Regions from separate parts of the Mus musculus genome. Here region 2 is linked to region 1. The links are chromatin contacts, called in public promoter capture Hi-C maps. All regions are on one chromosome and are shown on one strand. Each heading gives the region's core, a stretch centred on a gene start, on an enhancer-like site or on the middle of the called end of the contact. The rest is flanking DNA. Distances are from core to core; before and after follow the strand shown. Region 1 holds the start of Gas2l3 (growth arrest-specific 2 like 3). Region 2 overlaps Slc17a8 (solute carrier family 17 (sodium-dependent inorganic phosphate cotransporter), member 8).

The links. Promoter capture Hi-C pulls out the DNA fragments that hold promoters and counts their contacts.
Region 2: a promoter capture Hi-C map of liver shows a contact between it and region 1, with 2.8 times the contacts expected there. The contact joins the enhancer-like site here to the promoter of Gas2l3 in region 1. A contact is called at or near these places in 2 of 39 promoter capture datasets (liver and macrophages), 7 of 115 datasets of contacts at active chromatin or transcription factors (CD8 T cells, bone marrow-derived macrophages, embryonic stem cells and 3 more) and 5 of 9 other capture datasets (adipose tissue, bone marrow-derived macrophages, embryonic stem cells and 2 more).

The regions. Positions count from the first base shown.
Region 1 is chr10:89,442,087-89,445,243 of GRCm38.p6, forward strand. It overlaps Gas2l3 (growth arrest-specific 2 like 3), which reads right to left and starts at 1,881. Exons shown (of 11, transcript NM_001033331.2): 1 at 1,769-1,881.
Region 2 is chr10:89,593,425-89,596,551 of GRCm38.p6, forward strand. All of the region lies in intron 5 of Slc17a8 (solute carrier family 17 (sodium-dependent inorganic phosphate cotransporter), member 8), which reads right to left. Among named protein-coding and RNA genes, the nearest start is that of Slc17a8, 26 kb to the right of the region's middle. Within about 2 kb of position 1,352, at least 23 of the 459 cell types and tissues checked have an H3K27ac peak or open chromatin away from gene starts, as enhancers often do. A contact at or near this core is called in liver and neural progenitor cells, where this site is marked.

The DNA.
Region 1 (3,157 bases), core at 631-3,130:
AGCAGTTGCTAACACATGACTGACTGATGACATCAAACTCCCAAGATACTATCAGCGAAAAGATCACATTACCTTTTATATCTGTGCTATACTTTATTACAGTCAGGTTCTGTGACAGTTTATGATTCATAGATAAAATACTTAGTAATGTTCTGTTAACCAAAACATCTGGTGCATCACAGTGCAATTCAATGAGAAAACTCACTGGGTTCTTAGAGGAAGAAGAATAACTAATCCCAGCACTTGGCAGGCGGAGTTCTGAGTTCGAGGCCAGCCTGGTCTACCGAGTGAGTTCCAGGATAGCCAGGGCTACACAGAGAAACCCTGTCTCGGAACAAAAAAAAAAAAAAAAAAAAAGGAAAAGAAGAGGAGGAGGAGGAGAAAGAGGACTTATTATTATTATCCAAGAAATGTAATTAGGTTACTGCAAAAATTATTTCTGAGGCAGTTCTCTCTGATGATGAGGTTCTAATTCAACGCAAACTCGAGACAAATCAGATTAGCTTCCCATTCTCTCAATACATCCTTATTAGGTGTGTAAAAGGTGTACCTGATCCAAACATGAACAACTACTGAAAGACAGTAAAACATGTTGTACACTTTACTTTCTCAACAGGAAGGTGAAAAACATGCCTGAGGTAAGGAACTCTGCCCAGCGTCTCCAATGTCATGGCAGCAGACAGCTAGAAAGCAGTGTCAGCTGACCATAGTAAGTTTTAAAAACTGATGAGTCAGATGCAGCACCACGTCAGAATCTACACCAGAATATTCTTACTAGTTTCCTCCTGAAGGGAATTAAAGGTGTGGGGAAATCCCAATTTTCAATCATTCTGTGTAAGCTCAAGAGAAGTGAGCCCACAGCCATTCAGAACTACTTATCTAAGGGTAGTCATTAACGACCTCACATGGGCTAAGCAAAACCCAAACTCTGACCTAGACTGGACCCGCAGAAAAACACGTTCCTTCGTTTTAAAGAAAGACTACAGAGCACTCTAATGTGATCGACTCGGCCCCTAGGTTTAAAGGAGACAGGATGGAACGAGGTTGGGGTGGGGTGGGGGTGGGGGATATGCATGGGGATGCAAGCTCTTCAAATGGTTCCTCCGCCTCCCAGGGCATTCTGCAAGCCTCCCCCAATTCAGTTCTCCAAACCCAGGGGTGTGGGTGGGAGAGCGTTGTGCAAGGGCTCCACTAATGTTCCCTAATTCCGTTAAGTCTGGGAGATCTGAGCCCTGCAGAAGCGAAATAAGGAAGAGTCTGTAGTGCCTATCACGGGGCAAAACAGCAGCGTGATCATGAGTAGGAGTCTGTCCTGGGCCAATGATTATATCCCTTCCTTTCTGAGGATGATGATGAAGAAGAATCAAGTGACCTTTCTGGCTGGGCGCTGGGCAGCAGGGTGACCGGCTACCATGCACTAGTTTGTGTCTCAGAGCAGGACAGGTCGCGGCTCTACCTCGCGCCCCTCCCGCTCCCGAGCTCACACTTATAGCCCCTCTTACCCACCAGAGCGGGCAGGTGTCGGAAGGTGAGCTGAACGTCACCGTGACAGCCCCAAGAGCCAATCATAGCAGGCGGCTCCCTCAGTCAGCCAATCGCAGAGTTCTAGGGAATCCTGCAGCTCTGTAGCCCACCTGAACTCCACCGGGACGCTATAGACTGGGGAGGTGGGGGTGGGGAGTCCGTGCTGAGGCGCAGCAAAGATGCCGCAGGACAGGCAACGGAAAGTTAGGGAGGAAAAGAGAAATCCAAGAGGGAAGTCACTCACCAGCCCGGGAGCGAGATCACTTCTCCGGGCGACTCGGGCTCAATCTGTGCGTGCCAGCAAGCCTGCAACCAACCGCCGCCGCCGCCGCAGTTCGTCGCCCAGCGCGGCCGCCTGTTTCGAAGGAGCCAATCAGAACCGGAGGCGTGGTCTGGGCGCCACGCCTCCGGAGACTTTCTACCGCACGAAGAATTCGTAGCGACCTTTTCCAGTCCAGTCTCTATCAGTGGCAGTGACAACCCCTCCTATTTGTCCCGTCGTTCAGGAGAGTGTGTGAAGCCCGCCTCTCAAGGCTGCTTCAGAGCGCCCTGGAATGTTGCTCTTCCCAGGACTTTGAGCTCCTTCCAACCCTAAAATCTGCTTACATCCATCCGGAGGGGCACTGAGGTTTCCAGAAACACAAACCAACCCAGCAGGGACCCGTCCAAAGCAGAAGTCTTTCAGACAGAGCCCACCCCAGGCCCCTCACTGTGAAAGAGAGAGAAAAACCCTGCAGTCACCCCTGGAAGCCAAAAGAGGATGTTGGCTCTTCCTTCAGGAAACGTGGGGGAAAGGGGAGTTGGATGTCAAAGTAACAATGTAGCCATGTGATTGTTACACTGTAGTGATAGATGTGAGTTAACTTCAAAAGTGGCTTTTTGATGTGGGCTGATCTTACTGGCTAAAAGCCTGGAGGTTCTGTGTTCTGGCCCAAGTTCTTAGATTCCTGCGGCTTCTGTTCCTTTTAAGTCTTGACACCTCGAATGTGCAGGCTTCTCCATCTCTAAATTGTGGGCATTGAACTGAAACCTGGTCTCTCACAAAAACAATACAGCTTTCATAGGGAACAAAACAATCTCAGTTTTCAAAGGGCTGAGGGGCATGGAATGGGGAGTCTGTGAAACAGGGTGATGGTCAGAGGTTTGGAAATGACTAGATATTGAAGGAACAACAGGAATCTGCCAGAGGAAGTCATTGCTATGAACGATTGATTCCTAGGCAGGAGTAACAGCAAATGCAGGACCCGGGAGGCACATGGAACGTTCTGGAAGGAATCGTTTTGCATAACCTAAGTTTGGACCTGGAGAGACAGAGCAGTCTGAAAGTATGTGTGTATGAAGGTAGGCCTGATAGATACTGAGGGATGTAGATGCAGTCCTGGTGCAGGCCTGTGAGATAATTACAAGGATATAAAGAACAAGGAAATTCATTTGTGGGGTTTTCATTTTAGGGAGGGGGGGGTGTGTTCACTTTCAAAGATTTTTGAAGAAAGGAACAGAATAGTTTGTCATTAAAACAAACAAACAAACAAAAAGCAACCTAAAATGACAACTCCCTAAAGTAGCTCAGAAGGCGGGTATGAAGGAAGTATCTGGAAGAACTAAGAGGGTGATTTATCTGGCCTTGGTTATT
Region 2 (3,127 bases), core at 102-2,601, 150 kb after region 1:
TAAGTAAAAGAACACACACACACATGCACACACACATACACACACCATACACACACATGCACACACACACACAATTTAGGAAGCAGTTGGATTCCAGGATGGCAGGACAACTGTCTCCATCCACTTCCTAAATAGGTACACTTTAAAGATCATTACTACTGAATAACAACTATAGGAGACCAATGTTTTAGGCGATGGGGATTCCTACACTGGGCCCAAACAGACCAAACTAAAAATCAAAATGGAGTCACAACGTCCAGAGTTCTACATCGCCAAGGCAAAGCTAAGCTGTTTAGCAGATTTCTTTTAAGAAGCCAGGAAAAAATAACAGGCTAGTTTCTTCTTGGGTGTGACAACAGACTTCTGAATATCCCTGCCTTGATCCTTACAATAAATGATCCTTGATCCTTAAATAAATGATGCAACTGGGCTGTTTTTCTCTTCTCTTGGGTCTTTGCCTTGCTGCCGTGCACAGGAAGTCACTAAAACGTTCTATCTGCTTTTCAGTCTCAGTTTCTGCCCATGAGCTAATCTCTCCCACTTGGCCCTTTTGCAACAATCATTCTGTCGTAGGAACTGAACTGTCGATGATTCTAGAAAGAAAAAAAAAAGCTAGTTGAGATCTTTAAACTTAGACCTCGGTGATTTTGTCCTTTGATGTTTCTTGCTTTGTAAATACTGAACTTGTGGACTTGTGTGAGGATATCCGTCTTGTCTGGAGAAGATGGTGGGGACTGGAGATGGTCACCTGGATTCCCTATCTGCTGCAGCTCCTGGACATCTGCTAGGGAAACTAAAGCCCTGTACATTTCCGGTAATTGCTAACAGAATGGAAAAGTCCCTCTCTGTGATTCCCCCTGGGTCCTGAAGGAGACAACTATGTGGCTCCTTTAAAAACAGCAAGCAACATGAAGCGAAAGACCATTCCTCAAATCAAATCCAACTCTAAGACAGATCTTTATGGAGTGGGTGTGGCTCTTGGGGTTGGGGGTTGGGGGAGGATAGGAAAATATCACACCTGCCTAAGCTTGGTCTTATCTCTAAGACCAGTGCTGCCAGGCCCTGGAATGTGATTGTGAGATATGAGGAAGTAGAAAGACTCATTCAGAGATAAGATAGGAATGAAGTCTCCGCCTCATGGGTAGTATAAGGGTAAACTAGGATGTGTGTTCCAGGATGCTCTGTAAGCTGGAAATGGCCACCTGAATGCCAACTGCTAATGCTTTTATTGTGTACAGAATAGCAAAAGCACACGTTTCATTTTTGAAACCGGCTATTATGTAGCCTAGGATGGCCTTGAATTCACGTATGACTTTGAACTATTGATTCTCCTGTCTCCACCTATCAGGTGATGTGTCACCACATCTGTTCTTAGATGGTATCGGGATAGAACCCAGGTCTTTCTGAAAACTAGGCAAAGGCTCCCACGAGTGAGCTACAACCCCAGTTCTGAAATGCATGCATTTTAAAGCTCAGAATTCTTCACAGCAATAAAGCAAATTAGACATTAGCAAAGAAATCTTTCCTTCCTTCTCTTTCTATCTGTCTTTCTATGTCTGTCTCTTTTTCACACTCTCTCTGTGTGTGTGTGTGTGTGTGTGTGTGTGTGTGTGTGTGTGTGTGTGTGCCCTCTGCCCCATGTAGCAGGAAGGCAAAGTTCCCATGATACAAAAGTGTCCTTGAAACAGAAAATCAGAAAGAATGATCAGTTACGACACATGCTGCATGCTAAGTACTGGGCCAAGCATTCTAAGCCTTTGTTTTGTATTCCACTTCTTGCAACCTGATGAGGGAGATATCGCTCTTATCCCTCATTCTATAAGAAAAAACAAGTCTGGGAAGCATGACTTGCCTATGGTGCCAGGATGTAAGACCCGAGAGGAGATCTTACTCTGTGGTTTTGCAACCCTGCCTCCTTCATCATCAAATGCCAACAATCAATCCCCCCACTGTAAGAAGCATTCTTGGGGCTGGAGAGGTGGCTCCTCAATTAAGAGCACTGATTGCTCTTCCAAAGATTCTGAGTTCAATTCCCAGCAACCACATGTGGCTCACGACCATTTGTAATGGGATATGATGCCTTCTTCTGCTGTGTCTAAAGAGAGCAACAGTGTGTCCACATACATAAAACAAATAAATCTTTAAAAAAAAAAAGCATTCTCTCCCTGGAGAAACTCTAAGTGACCCAAACTGCTTACCCTACCTATCAGACTCTCCTTCATCTTCAGCCACAGCTCCAACATCATCTCCTATCTGCACTCACAGGCACTTGGGCTTCTTCCAAGTGGGACACCCAGCCCTCAGACTACCACAGAGAGCAGAGTGGACGTCCACACCCATGTGCTAACCACTGAGGACAGACAAAGCTGGCAGAGAGTGGTGTGCCATGGAGAAGAAATGAAGATGATGCTGAGTGGAAGAGACTCCTAGCTGTTCTCACTCACCACATCAACTTCATCTCTCCTCCCCAGTTTCCTCAACTCTAACCTGTGACCCCATACCTTCTAGAGTCAGTCTCTCCTGACTCCAGTATCTTTTGTGACTAAGAATGAATTAAGCTCAAGCTCAAGCTTAAATTTCTCTCTAGTGACATTTGTCCCTCAACTGTTCCTTGAAAGGAAGCCACACCTTAGCTGGGAAATGTAATGAGGCCTACAACCTTGACCAGGCAGCTTTCTTCGAGTCGAGCCATTTTAAAATCAGGGCTATAAAACCACTCTGAAAGCGAGGAGTGCCTGCTTACCACTCTCATTTTGCTGGCAAATCAAAATGAAAGGTCCTGCCCACCACCTGTCATAGAAAGTCAGGCCAAGGGTCACACCACCCGCTGTCAGTGGGGCGCTCTGGCACCTTCTGGGGTTGATTGTAGCTTTTCTAGGGTGGGCCCCTTCCTCTATAATAAACATTTACAGATAAAATGCATTTTAAATGAATGTTCTATCTGTACTGCTGCCTCTGATTTCTCTCCCAGGTCTGTACTGGGATAAACCCTTCCAGACCCTGATTCCTCTAAGCCATGCATAGAAGAGATGTCGTGGGATGAGACAACCTCCTAGTTTTATGAAGGTTTGGGGGATTTGAATCCAGATCCTCATGCCTGTGCAGCAAGTGCGCAGAACTTGAAGTC